Linked DNA regions of Mus musculus: region 1 is linked to region 2. The links are chromatin contacts, called in public promoter capture Hi-C maps. All regions are on one chromosome and are shown on one strand. Each heading gives the region's core, a stretch centred on a gene start, on an enhancer-like site or on the middle of the called end of the contact. The rest is flanking DNA. Distances are from core to core; before and after follow the strand shown. Region 1 holds the start of Sae1 (SUMO1 activating enzyme subunit 1). Region 2 holds the start of C5ar1 (complement component 5a receptor 1).

Region 1 (2,968 bases), core at 26-2,525, 130 kb before region 2:
AGGAGGGCATGTGGTTGCTGGGATTTGAACTCAGAACCTTTGGAAGAGAAGTCAGTGTTCTTAACTGCTGAGCCATCTCGCCAGCCCCAGCTTTGAACTCTCTCTCTTTTTTTAAAGATTTATTTATTAATTTTATTTATGTGAGTGCACTGTAGCTGTCTTCAAACACACACCAGAAGAGGGCATCAGATCCCATTAGAGATGGTTGTGAGCCACCAGGTGGTTGCTGAAAATTGAACTCAGGACCTCTGGAAGAGTAGTCAGTGCTCTTAACCACTGAGCCATCTCTCCAGCCCCAGCTTTGAACTCTTTTTTGTTTGTTTGTTTGTTTGTTTGTTTTTGTTTTTTGAGACAGGGTTTCTCTATATAGCCCTGGCTGTCCTGGAACTCACTCTGTAGACCAGGCTGGCCTCCAACTCAGAGATCTTCCTGCCTCTGCCTCCAGAGTGCTGGGATTAAAGCTCTGGGCAGCCATCATCACCCAGCATCAGCCTTGGTTTTTGACCCAGGATATCTTCATTGGGATATGGGTTTGTTGGTTAGATAAGTGTGGGTCTGAGCAAGGCCCAGAAAACCTTCTCCCAAGTGCTGGGATTACAAATCTGCACTACAAATTTGTTTGTTTGTTTGTTTTGTTTTTGTTTTAAATAGGAATATAGATATTAAACTCAGGCAAGCACTTTACTGAGCCATCTTTTCAGTCCTTGACGGTTTTGAGACAGGATCTCATTCGTAGTAATTCTCCTACTTCAGCCTTGTGAAGGCATGAATGCTGGGATTACAGGCACGAGCTCATAAATTTAGGTTTGCTTCTGTTAACAGGATCTCATGTAACCCAGGCTGGCCTTTAACTTTTGATTCCTTTCACTTATTTTTGTCCAAAAGCTGTGATTACAGGCATAGCCCACCATGATCAATTTGAGTCTTGCATCTTACATAAGGATTTGAGAATGTGTCAGGAGAGGAGAGGGCAGAGAGGAGTCCTTCCTCTTTTTCTGTCCAGGAGGAAAGTCTAGCTTTCTTTTGTTTTATTTTTTTCGCCTCAATAGGTAGTGAGCTCCATGTGTTGTTATTTTAAAGTAGTATCTTTATTTCACCACACCATCGATGCTGGAATCCCGGTGACAACTCGATCCAGATCCGCTTCATAAATGACCGCGTGGACATCCTCGAGGAATCAAAACACCCGCCACTTTTCTTTTTTTTTCTTTTTCCTCTCCGGGATTGATTGGCGTCTCCATCACGTGATGGGGCAGCGAGCGGGCCTTGGAGTCTTCGGTATCCACGTGGTCTCCCGCAAAGCACGGAGGTGGCACTGCGCAGGCGCGGCTCTCTGCGCAGGCGCAAGCGCGTCCCCGGTGCACGGACTCGCTGCTGGCGGTTAGCGAGAGCGGGAGCGGGTGAGCTGAAAGCCGGCGCCATGGTAGAGAAGGAGGAGGCTGGCGGCGGCGGCGGCGGTGGCATCAGCGAGGAGGAGGCAGCGCAGTATGACCGACAGATCCGCCTGTGGGGACTGGAGGCCCAGAAGCGGTGAGGGGCGCCGCGGGCATCCTGCGGGCCGGCGTGTGGGCCCTGAGGGAGTGGGTGCGGCCCTGTTGTGGAGCGGAGGCGGGATTGCTGCACTTGGGTTTCCTAGTGCTTCAGAACTGACGAATGGACGGTGTTTCTGCAAAGTACCGGAGGTGGAGATGTCCCCTGTGTAGTATTGAGAGTGTCCTTGGAGGAGGCGGGGGAGAGGGAGGATTTGAACTTGAGGCTCCCTCGGTGTCAGTACCTGGTGATGGTGGGATTTAGGTGAGGCTTGTAGGGTCTAAGTGGGGTGAGCATTAGTGCAAAATAGGGGGGTGGCGGGCTGAGCTCATTAATTTCTATGCATGGGAACCTGTGTTGGACGCCCTGGGGACTTGACAAACCCCACAGGCTCCTCTAGAGGAGTGCTTGAGGGCAAGTCCTGACAAAGGGACCCCTGGAGAGGCGCAGAGTGGCCCAATTTATTCAGCACACAGCTACAGACGTTGGGTTGTTTGTTTGTTTGTTTGTTTTTCTTTCCCCTTCCCCCAGACCAGGTTTCTCTCTGTGGCCCTGGCTGTCCTGGGCCTCGCTCTGTAGACGATCTCAAACTCAGAGATCTGCCTGCTTCTGCATCCCGAATGAGTACAGGGATTAAAAAGGCACGTGCCATCACGCCTGGCTTCCTTAACATATTCAAGTTATAAATTATATTTTGTGGGGATATGGTTGTTCATATTTTTAATTCTAGTACTCCTGAGGCAGAGGCAGGAGTATGTCTGTGAGTTCGAGGTTAGTCTGAGCTATGTAGTTCCAACACAGCCAGGGCTACCACAGTGAGATCCTGACTCAAATCAAAACAAACTCCAAAGGTAATTGTTTTTATAGCTTAGGCTGGCTTTGAACTTGCAGAGATCTTACTTGTCTTAAGTGCTGAGATAAATACATGCATCATCACACATTGGCTCCCTAGGCATTTTTGGGGGGAGCATTTTTTGGGGGAGAGGTTTTAGAATTTTATGTTTTGACTTCTCTGTACGTTTTCCATGGTGTTGATGTGGATGCCAAAGGACAACTTTGTGAAGTCAGTTCCTTTATGTAGATTTTTGAGGTCTAAACTCAGGTTGCCAGGTGTCCCCCAGGCATTTGAGACAAGCACTTTACTTGGTGAGGCATCTTACTTGGGCTCCTTGAGCATTTTTTATTGAACTAAATAGGCTCCTTCCCAACTTGAAGCTTATGTTTTGATGGGGACTAAGAGCAATATTCATAAATAATAAAGTTCCATAGTGATAAGGCTCTAGGGTAGTGTCGTACATACACCTGACATTGCAGCACTTAGGAGGCTGAGGATGGAGGAGTGGGCTCAAAGTTAATCTTCAGTACAGAGTAGTTCAATGCCATCGTGAGTTGTACAGGGACACCTAACCTCAAAAACCAAAACACGGGCTGGTGAGAT
Region 2 (2,763 bases), core at 111-2,610:
CTGTATTGCTAGGAATGAACTTGAGCTATGGTGTCTCCTGCATCCACCTCCCAAATGCTGAGATTATAGACATCGTTGAAATCTCCGGAGTGTGTTCCTTTCACGGCCCATCTCGCTGCATACTCACAGGAGTTCCGGGGTCCTGTGGTCTCACGTGGCTGATGCATCAGGTGTTCAGGGTAGGATGTGGGAGGAGAAGAGAGAAGATAGAAGATTTCAGGTTTCAAACAAACAGAAAACACAACAAAGGATTAATTAGGCTGTTAAGACAGAATAAGACATTTCATCTCTTATGCTCCACGCCCCCCAGCCCTGAGATAGGCTTTCATTATGTGGCTCTTACTGACCATGAGTTTACAGAGTGTTGGGATTGCGTACCACACATGTGACCATAGGTTTGTTTTATTTTTATTTTTTTAAAAAATTGGTCCTTCCTATGCAGGTGGCCTGGAATTTTTAATCCTCCTGCTTTTGTCCAAGTAATAGAATTACAGGCATGTATAATTGTGCCTAACCTGAGCCAATTTTGTCTTTGCTAAAAAGCACAGGTTCTCAACCTGTGGGTCCTGACCCCTGGGGGGAGGGTGTCACATCTCAGATATCTTGTATATCTGATATTTACATTACAGTTATGAAGTAACAATGAAATGCTTTTGTGGTTGGGGGTCACCACAATATGTGGAACCAACTGTTTTCAGGGTCACAGTGTCAGGAAGGTTGAGAGCCACTGCTACAAAGGATCTCACAAAGCCTACTCTGGATTAGAAGTTACTGTGCAGCCAGGAGGATGGCTTTGAACTTATTCTCCTGCCTCAGCCGCCTGGGTGCTGGGGTCGGATGCAGCACTACATCAGGTTTTATGCGGTGCTGGGAATGGTATCCAGGGCTTTGCACATGCTAGGCAAGTGTTTAACCAACCAAGCCATGATCCCAGCATGCTTTGCTTTATTATTTGAGACAGGTCCTGTTCTGCAGCCCAGGGTGATCCTCCTGCCCCAGTCTCCTGAGTGCTAGCATTGAGTTAACACATCTCCCTAACCCCCTTAAGAGAAAACGCCAAGACCTTGGCCATCTCTTCAGCCCTCTGTGTGCTTTCTTGCTATAAAAGCCACCAGGCTGGGGAGCTGTGGTCATTATTTCTGTCATGTAGAAACCCCAGAAACTCCAAAACTTCCTTCAGAAGAGGTAGGCTCCTCCTCAGATTGGGGAACGAGGCCAGGAAAAGCAGCTGCGTCCCCAAAAGTGAAGAAGTCCTGGAAATTGCCTTTTCCCCTTCTGGGGCCAGAGACTTCCTTCCTTTTCCAAGTTGACATCTCTCCCCTGGCTGGTTGGTACTGGGTGGTGCTGAGGGTGTACTGGGTAAGCACCGGTGGAGGGAGCCTCAGCTAGGATGGTCAGTGAGTGACCAATGAGCACCTCCAGGAGACAAGACAGTCATTTCCTCTCAGTTGCCTGCATCTCTTCTTGAGGGTTTAAAAGGCACAGCCTGGGTGACAGGGACCTTCAGGCATCCGTCGCTGGTTACCACAGAACCCAGGAGGAGCCAGGACATGGTGAGTGGATTCCTCTCCCTGTCTGACTTTCTTTGCCCATTTCTAGCTCCTTTCCCATCCTGAGCTCACACTCTGAGATGGGATGTGGCCAACGGACTAAGGGGATTTATGGGAACCACGGCGGCCTCACCAAGATGTAGGCTCAAGAAGGTTCTTCAGGACAGGAGACCCTGGAGTCAGCTCTCCTCACTGAAGAGTTCTAGAAGTTGGGCATGTTCATTTACACTTGTAATCTGAGCCCTCAAGAGGCCGGGGCAGGATGCTGCAGTCAAGGCTACATAGTGACTTTTAGGCTAGTGTGAGCTACACTATGAGATACTGTGTTCAGAGACAAATGGGCTGGAGGTAGAGATCAGGTGTGAGAGTGCTCTGTGGGAGAGCTGGAAGCCATGGGTCCAATGACCAGCACCTCGTACAGCTGGGTGGGAGTGATTGGAAATTCAATCTTACATAGTAATTTTGAGGTTAACCTGGGCTACACTACATGAGACCCTACTTCAGAAAAGCAAGAACAAAAAAATAATTTTACAAACTAGCCAAGGTGGTGGCTCAAACCTGCTATCCTGGCTCCTAGCAGGAGGTTTGAGATTTGGGGCGAGCCTAGGCAACTTTGTTGAGACTTTGTCTCAAAGACTAAAAGCAAAACAAAACAAAAACTCAAACAGTGTGAATAAAGGAAGGAAGAATGAAACAATTGCAGAAACCTGTTGGGATTGTAGCTCACTGCCTAGCCTGAGTGTGGCCCAGGGTTCCGTCTCCTACGCTGAGTCTAAAACTACCAAGCAGAGACTGGGTGCTGTGACGCACACCTTTTAATCCCGCACTCAGGAGGCAGAATCGGGAGGTTCTCTGTGAGTTCGAGGCCAGCCTGGTAAACATGTAAAGAAGTCTAAGGAAGGTCAATGTTGAGAGTCTTGACAGCCAGTTTGAAAGAACGCCCATTCCCAGAAAAGTTAGAGGAAGCCCAGATGGGAGCACTGATGGCCTGGGTCCTTCTGTGGTTAATGGCCATGACCCTCTAGGCAGGTCCCTCTCCATGCCTGGGACCTGACGTTGAGGCATGGTGCTAGACCAGCGGCGACTTGGCCCCACTGTAACAGAGGATACGGTCTTGCTTCATCCACACAAAAGAGGAAACGGAAAACTTGATGACAGGGAGGGTACACGCTTTCTTCATCCTTCTTCTGTCCCATCCAATCCTGTGTCTGCC

Evidence for each region. Capture Hi-C pulls out chosen DNA fragments and counts their contacts.
Region 1: a promoter capture Hi-C map of adipose tissue shows a contact between it and region 2. The contact joins the promoter of Sae1 here to the promoter of C5ar1 in region 2. A contact is called at or near these places in 2 of 39 promoter capture datasets (hippocampal neurons and neutrophils), 1 of 484 Hi-C or Micro-C datasets (macrophages), 2 of 115 datasets of contacts at active chromatin or transcription factors (bone marrow-derived macrophages and embryonic stem cells) and 1 of 9 other capture datasets (adipose tissue).

The regions. Positions count from the first base shown.
Region 1 is chr7:16,386,203-16,389,170 of GRCm38.p6, reverse strand. It overlaps Sae1 (SUMO1 activating enzyme subunit 1), which reads left to right and starts at 1,275. Exons shown (of 9, transcript NM_019748.3): 1 at 1,275-1,530. The coding sequence starts at 1,421.
Region 2 is chr7:16,257,935-16,260,697 of GRCm38.p6, reverse strand. It overlaps C5ar1 (complement component 5a receptor 1), which reads left to right and starts at 1,360. Exons shown (of 2, transcript NM_001173550.1): 1 at 1,360-1,553. The coding sequence starts at 1,551.